Regions from separate parts of the Mus musculus genome. Here region 2 is linked to region 1. Evidence: chromatin contacts called from public Hi-C data. All regions are on one chromosome and are shown on one strand. Each heading gives the region's core, a stretch centred on a gene start, on an enhancer-like site or on the middle of the called end of the contact. The rest is flanking DNA. Distances are from core to core; before and after follow the strand shown. Region 1 has its middle 150 kb from the start of Tdrd3. Region 2 has its middle 10 kb from the start of Gm33203.

Region 1 (3,854 bases), core at 1,061-3,560:
CCTGGAGTTCCCACTTCAACCTGAGAGGAGTTAGGAATAGAAAGAAACTGTGAGGAAAAAAAAAGGGAGAGAGACAGAAAATGTGAAGAAATTTGAATTCAACTCTTTCTCATTGTGGGACAGAACAAGGACAGCCAGCCAGGTCAGGGGCTGAGAAGCCAATGTGAACACACCTCATAGTATTTCCTCTGTTATTCATCCCGTAAGACTGCTTTCTCCTCTAGAGTTCCATATGATTGAAAATATGAAATATGTCTGCTTAAATTCGGTACCTATTACCTTTTATTATTCTTTAACCTCAACTGAAAGATGGTATAAATAGTTTTCTTGCTAACAGACTCTGAGCTGGGATTTGCTGAACCAGACATCATCAGGAATTACCTTGGGAAAACAGTTGATGAAGCAAGGAATAAAAACAGGAATGAAGCCTGAAGAGGTAGCCAGTAGCCAAAGTGCCCTACTACCCATACAAGAAAACCAGGTATGGAGGTACTAGCTTATAATTCTGGGAAGGGAGAGGCAGATGGACACCCCAGAGTCAGTGGGTAGCCAGCCTAGTCCAATCTATTAGTCCCAGGTTCTAATGAGAAACCCTGTGTTATAAAACAAGGTGGGTAGATCCCAAGAAACAACTGGAAACTGACCTTTGACTTTCAAACAAACACTAGCAGATACATACACACATATACACACACACATGCAGAGAGAGAGACAGAGAGAGAGAGACAGAGACAGAGAGAGAGAGAGAAAATAACTTAAGTGGACAAAGAGAAAGATCAACTTGCAAAAGCCATCAATAGCATTAGACATCTCTATTGGTCTAGAATACCCCGTCAGAGTTGTTCCAGCTAGGTAGAGATGGCCATCCTAGGTACTGGATGTGGCCATCTTCCAAAAAGAAAGTTCCTTTTGATCTGAGGCAGCCTTGGGCAAGTTGGGTCATCAACCCTAGGGATTGGCTGAACACTAAGCCTGTCTGCTGACAACCCCCGGACACCAAGTCCCTACTTGAGTTTATGTAGAAGGTGCACCTACCTAAAGCCTATCACAGACATTACCTGCCCTTTGGACAAAATAAGGTCAGAGAAACCTTATTTCACAGGATATACTGTCTTAAACAATTCTCCCGATCCCTGGCCTTGGGGAGTTTAAAGTCTAGTAGGCAAGTCAGCTCATAAATCATGATGATGATGTGAAGAGCAAAACAATACATAAAGAAAGAAACAGACATACCCAGTGGGGGTGTTGTGGGAACCTGAGAACACCCAGAAGACCTGGCTGCCTCAGCTTAGGGAAGTCTCCGTAGACAGGGGAGACTTCCCTAGCCACAGAGCCTCCTGTTAGACCAGTGGTTCCCAGCCTTCCTAATGCTGCTACCCTTTAATATAGTTGTGGTGACTCCCAACCACAAAATTATGTCATTGCTACTTCATAACTGTAACTTTGCTACAGTTACAAATCATAATGGAAATATCTGTTTCCAGATGGTCTTAGGCAATACCTGGGAAAGGTCTTTCCACCCCCTAGGGGGTTCCGACCCACAGTGGAGAGCCACCATATTGGAGGACTCTGCTCCCTTTTGTCTTCCAGTCTGCATTTCCTCGTTGCTTTAGTCTCTCCCTCCCTGCCAATATCTTTTGTAGGGACATAATCCTCTTCATTTCTCTTCTCACTTATTCAGCCGTTTTCCTGATTTGCTTTACCGTCTCCAGAGCAATTTCTCTCCATCTAAAGAGCTAGTCCCTCAGCCCGTTGTAAGTTAAGCTTTAAAACCTAATTGTTGTGCGACATTTTTGCACATTGACTGTGATTGCACACCTGGCAAATGGCATTTTCAAGGGATCTGTAGACTTAATGGGTTCAGGTTTCAAATATGTACATAATTAAATTTCTGATCTTAATAAAAAGACATTACAGGCTACATGCTAAGTAGAAACGAAACCGTGGAGAGGGCGGGGGGAGTGGGGACCAGAGTCAGCTAAGAAATGTTTTCTGGTGAGATTTCTAACAGGTTTTACTGCTAGCCCTCAAAGGTTATGTTACAAAATTTACAAAGGGACTATCCTCCAAAGATGCGATATTTGAGACTTAAAGTGTTGTGGCCTGAAATTCACAGAGCAAACGGAAAAACGGTTTATGGCGTGCTGACTTCATGACTGGAGGGAAGTAACACGGTGCACTGACAATAATTGGAGGATTGTAAGCCTCCTCCAAGCGCCTGGCAGCCTTCCATGGCTCTCAAGCCTCCAACCCTGGGAGGAGAAGATCAGTGATAATCTGGGCGTGCCCAGCCACAGCCTCTTCCCGGGGGAGCTTCCCACACACGGAGAGAGCAAGTGGGAACAAACTTCAGCCCCCAGCACATCACCAAGGAACGCTTTCAAGCCGGGCGCATTGACAGCACACTGGAGGCATAGTTTTGGCATGTGAAAAATGGAAAGTTCCCGAAGCGCTGCCGTCTCTGCCAAGAAAAGCCTGTGCAGTCAGGGTTATGGGCTTCTGAGCCCAGGGGGCGTCACAAGATGGGTGGGGAGGTTATCAAGATCCAACAATTAATGCTGCCTCCAGTACCTCCTCGCCTCTGAAACGGGGCGAGCCCCATCAGCCTTTGATGCTCTTTGAGAATCTGGAAGCCAAGGCATTCACTCAGGGATGCAGAGTGATCTCTGCTGCTCAGCCACCTGCAGCGCTTGGGAGCCGCCCCGGGAAAAGATTCATCCTGTCAGTGGCAAGACAGCTTCCGACTGGTTTAACCTTTGGGATGGAATCCCTTGGCTCTGGAGATGAAATGGAGCCTAAGCACACGGCCCAAAGGGGTGCCAGAGCTCTGTAAATCTGAGAATTACTCCTGGTAGTGAGAGGAGGAAGCAGATCATTAAGTTTCCGGGGTTCTGGCATGGATCCCTGCTGCCTCTGAGCTAAAAGTCACGCTGAGTGCCCCTGTGAAGAGAGCCATGGTACACCAGAAACCAAAAGCAGATCTCAAGCCCGAGTCCCGACGGCTGTTCCGGGAACAGAGACTGACTGGATAGGTGCCTGGCTTCCTGCCTAGGTTATGAGGAACCTATGGGAAGGGGCAGCTTCTCCCCACCCAGTCACCAGAACCCGAGATGCTCTCATTGTGCTACAACTCTAAACTCGTTTTCGTTGTTTGAGAATAAGCTAGTTATTCAGTTATACACTGTGCCTGTTGTGAGTTTTTCACATGTGACCTTCCAGTCAGCCTTCAGTTGGGTACGTGTCCTGTGTCGGGTGGTAGGAGAAGATTTTTAAAAAACCAAATTATTAGACATAAAATTACCAAATAATAAATAAAGGTTTAAAAGAAGAATGTGGGACTAAGGTTAAAGTAATACACACACGGAAGATTAGTTTGTATTTAAAGTGCTTTTCTTGTAAAGAATCCGGAGGAATTACTGTGTTCAGCATGTCAGTGCTCATGGTGGGACTTTGAGGGGAAACAGTTGGCAAGAATTCTAAGAGAGGGAAAATAACAGCCACTGTGTATCAAATGGTGAGTCCGTGCTTGTTAATGACACAGTAAGTGGCTTACTTATTCTTTTTCTTCAATGAAATAACAGCAGTTATCTTCAAGTGCAGAAACCATGCACAGAGGAGTTAAATGACCTGGTCAAGGACACACAGCAGAGACCTAGATGTTGCAGTTTTGTCGTCCCCTACAGGCAACTATGTGCACTTCCTCATCTCTTCTCGCTGCAGTTTAAGGAGCAGATTTTTTTAAGTTACTAAGCTATTGGTTGAAAACCTCTCCATAGGACATGTTTATGGATTATCGGTTGCCAAGGCAACCAGGACTCTGTATTCTCAGCTCTGCCTTCCAGGGCAAAGGCAGT
Region 2 (3,643 bases), core at 840-3,339, 780 kb before region 1:
TGCACTAAGGACCAAGTTGTCTCCCGTGACTTAAACAGCAACCCCCACTCTTCCACCTTTGATGCTGGGCCTGGAATTGCTCTCAATAACAACTTTGTAAAGCTCATGTCTTGGTATGACAATGAATATGGCTACAACAACAGCATGGTGGACCTCATGGCCTACATGGCCTCCAAGGAGTAAGAAACTAGACCATTCACCCCAGCAAGGACACTGAGAGCATAATGCCCTAGGTTGCTGAGGAGTCCCTGTCCCATCTCAGCCTTTAACACTGAGCATCTCATTCACAATTTCCATACCAGAACCCCATAATAGGAGGGGCCTAGGGAGCCCTCCCTACTTTCTTGAATACCATCAATAAATTTTGCTGCACTCAGAATAAAAAAAAAAGCAATTAGTTGTGTGTATGTGTTTATGTGCATTTGCATATTTATATATGTTTGTTCATATATGTTTGTACATGTATGAGTATGTGTTTGTTGTACCCCAACATTTCCAAATTTCAAAGGGCAGGTCGTGTTTCTCTTTACTCCTTTTTTTAAACTCCTTTTCTTAACTTTTCTGTTTAGCTCCAACACAGCATTCCTACATTTTTCCAATGCTGGTAGACAACAGTGCAGTGAATTTGGAGTTATCCTTGCCTTAAGGAGTTTTTAGGTGCCAGATCACGTGAAAAATTATTCAACTTAAAGTCAGGTCTCTAGAGTGCAGGATATTTTCTATTCATTCTCCTTTTTCCAGTGCCTGGAGTCCAGTTAAATTAACTCAAATCAAGGTACCAAGTGTGGTATCTACAAAATTATACTCTGGTATAAAGGAAAATTACTTTCTGATATTTAGCTTAACATAACATAATCTGGAAAGAGGAGCAATTTCAATAATTTTAACATTGAGCAGCATATGTCTAAGGAACAGAGCTGTAAGATGTCTGGAAAATGTATGACACATAGCTCAAAAACTAAAGAAATTTAAACTTAATTCACATTTCTATTCCAAACTTTCATTTTTTATTTATGAATTACCTATTCACAATGCCTGACTTCATATGTTTTCAGGGTGGGTAGATGGTTGAGTGTAGATTTTATTAAAGTAGCTGACTGTAAAACATGTTTCTGAAAATCACACTAACTTGGAAATGGTATTTTAATGCTCTTGGCTGAATTCTGATGTTAAAACTAATGTTTGAAAGCAATAAGGTAGAAAACATACATATTTCTTAGTTGTGGTGTGCTTTACTCTGCCAGTATGTACGTGCTTAGCCTTTTAAAATGTCAAGTATGGCTTATATTTTATTAACTATATAGCATCAGGTAACTAGATGCATGTTCATTACATATATTATCCAGTAACAACTGGTGTCTACTAATGGTGTTTTCATTGTTTAATGTAAGGACTTTTGTCAACAAAGATATTTTCAAACTTTTTCTATTATTGACCTCCCAAACTCCATGTTTTTCAACAGGTACCCATAGGAGAGTTAAAGTATATTGATGAATAGGGGCAAGAAAATGAGGAGAAATACAATTCTAGTAGAATGAAAGAAAAATGTCTTGAAAATCAGTCTTATCAGTCACTTGATGTTGATATTTGTATAATTATTCATAAATGCAGGTATAGAATGGAGAGCATGAAGAATTCTTCGGTCATCCTTGGAGCATGAAAATATATTGTATATACATATATATAATGTGTGTGTTTGTGTGTGTGTGTGTGTGTGTGTGTGTGTATACAGCACACACCGTACATGGATTTCACAGGTACTTAGTCTTCAACAAGAAAAATAAATCTTAAGCAAGATAAGTAAAGCACTTACTGACTTAAGTTATGTACTTAAAAATTTATATGGATAAAAGTGTAATGTGGAGAAAGAGGTTAAGACTTAAGCTCTTTATCTATTTAATATCTTATTTATGGTGAATAGAAAAATACTGTATTATTTTCAGTAAAGTTTTAGGCATATTGATATTCCACTGAATATATTTTCTGCGTAGTCTGAGTCTACCACATGCAAAGACTTTGTAGGGCTGCTTCTGCAACCCACCACACACTCTGCAATGGCTGTTCTTGGAGTGGTTCCCAGAACTGACAGTGTCTTCAGTAGGAGTCACATACACAGATCTCAGCAATGGAACTAGTTGAGGGACAGGATGTTATTACAAAGAGGAAATCTGTAAAATGTTTCAAATATCAGTCACAGCCAAAAGGAAAAAGAAGTGGCAGCTAATCAAATGTCAAAGCAGCATCGTGTAAAGGCAGCCCTGTCCTCGGGAAAGTACATGTGGTTCTTTGTGCTTGAATCAAAGCTTCAGAGTCAGAAGATGAAAATATATGACGCATGCTGCTCAAAGAGGAAGCTCTAATCAAGTGCCAAATAATGACAGCTTTTTTTTTTTTTTTTTTGGAAAGAAAGAGTTTAAGACGAAAAATATGTGTTTACGTTTCTAGAAATGAAATAATAGAAAAAGTGAAATACAGTTAAAACTGATTTTTGAAAGTTTATATTTTGATTAGTTCATTAAAAAAATACTGGAATTATTTCTTCAAAATGTGAATCCCATTATGCCCCTTCTCTTTTTTTGTAGCACTGTCATGTAACAAGGTCAATGCCTTCCATATGTCAAGCCTTACTTCATTCCCAGCATCTCTGAACGTAGAAGCTCTTTACCCACACCTCTTATGCACATACTCTCCTTTATTACCCCACTAAAGTGTCTTCAATGTCTGATGCTGGCATAGATCTGAGGCCATTTATGTAGAAACCATATATTCTTAGCAGAAGGCTCTTTCCTTCCTTGTTATTCCGATCATTATGTCTCCATTAACTTAATCATTACTTCTTTCAACCAATCAGTCCAGTTGCTCCACTGTCAAAGCTCACAGAGAGGTATTTCTCTGCGTTTTGTCACCATTACACTTCATCCAGTAGGGCCAGGAGCTTCATGTCACTGCTGTCTACTGCACTACTTTGTGAATTGAGAAAACTCATAAATGCTTTCTGAGTGAAAGAACAAGGAAAATAGTGGGTCAACCTTTCAGAATAATCAACAAAATTGCTACGTGAGTTACTACAAATGCAATAAAAGGTAATCTATTCTAAGTAAATTAGAGCTCCCAGATACTAATTGATTTCTTATTCCATCTTTAGAAGCTTTTTAAACAACCCACTAATCATTACGGTTCTCAGTGACAGCTCTGTATGGTATCCTATCATTCTAGAAGCAGAATAAAAGCAGGAGAGATCTTAATCTTTACAACATGTTGTCTAAATCAGCATAGTGCACAAAAGAACACTAACACAAACACCAATACTTGCTATATAAACTCTCAGATCGTTAACGCTCACAAGAACTTAGAGAAAGCTTGGGGATGGCTTTTAAAAACAATTAAAATAATAAATTCTGCAATAAAGATTTCAAAATATTCTGGATGCATACTTACTGCTGTGCTGGTCCAGTGGGATTGATTTTTATGAGTCCAAATTTCACAAAGATTTTAGAAAATATAAAAACCATTAGTATTCTGTATTAATAAAACAACTGAACACTGTTATTTAAATGTGCTGTCTTAAAAGTTTCAAGTTAAGCACTCTAAGCTGCTTTTTATTAACATTGGGACCTGCTTACTGTCATAAGAGCCAGAGGCT

The links. A called contact is a pair of places that touch in the nucleus more often than the background predicts.
Region 2: a Hi-C map of ventral hippocampal neurons shows a contact between it and region 1, with 1.7 times the contacts expected there. The contact joins two enhancer-like sites. A contact is called at or near these places in 1 of 484 Hi-C or Micro-C datasets (ventral hippocampal neurons) and 2 of 115 datasets of contacts at active chromatin or transcription factors (astrocytes and fibro-adipogenic progenitors).

What each region holds. Positions count from the first base shown.
Region 1 is chr14:87,567,142-87,570,995 of GRCm38.p6, reverse strand. No RefSeq gene overlaps it. Among named protein-coding and RNA genes, the nearest start is that of Tdrd3, 150 kb to the right of the region's middle. Within about 2 kb of position 2,310, at least 67 of the 459 cell types and tissues checked have an H3K27ac peak or open chromatin away from gene starts, as enhancers often do. A contact at or near this core is called in ventral hippocampal neurons, where this site is marked.
Region 2 is chr14:88,345,912-88,349,554 of GRCm38.p6, reverse strand. It overlaps the pseudogene Gm9274. Among named protein-coding and RNA genes, the nearest start is that of Gm33203, 10 kb to the right of the region's middle. Within about 2 kb of position 2,089, at least 19 of the 459 cell types and tissues checked have an H3K27ac peak or open chromatin away from gene starts, as enhancers often do. A contact at or near this core is called in ventral hippocampal neurons, where this site is marked.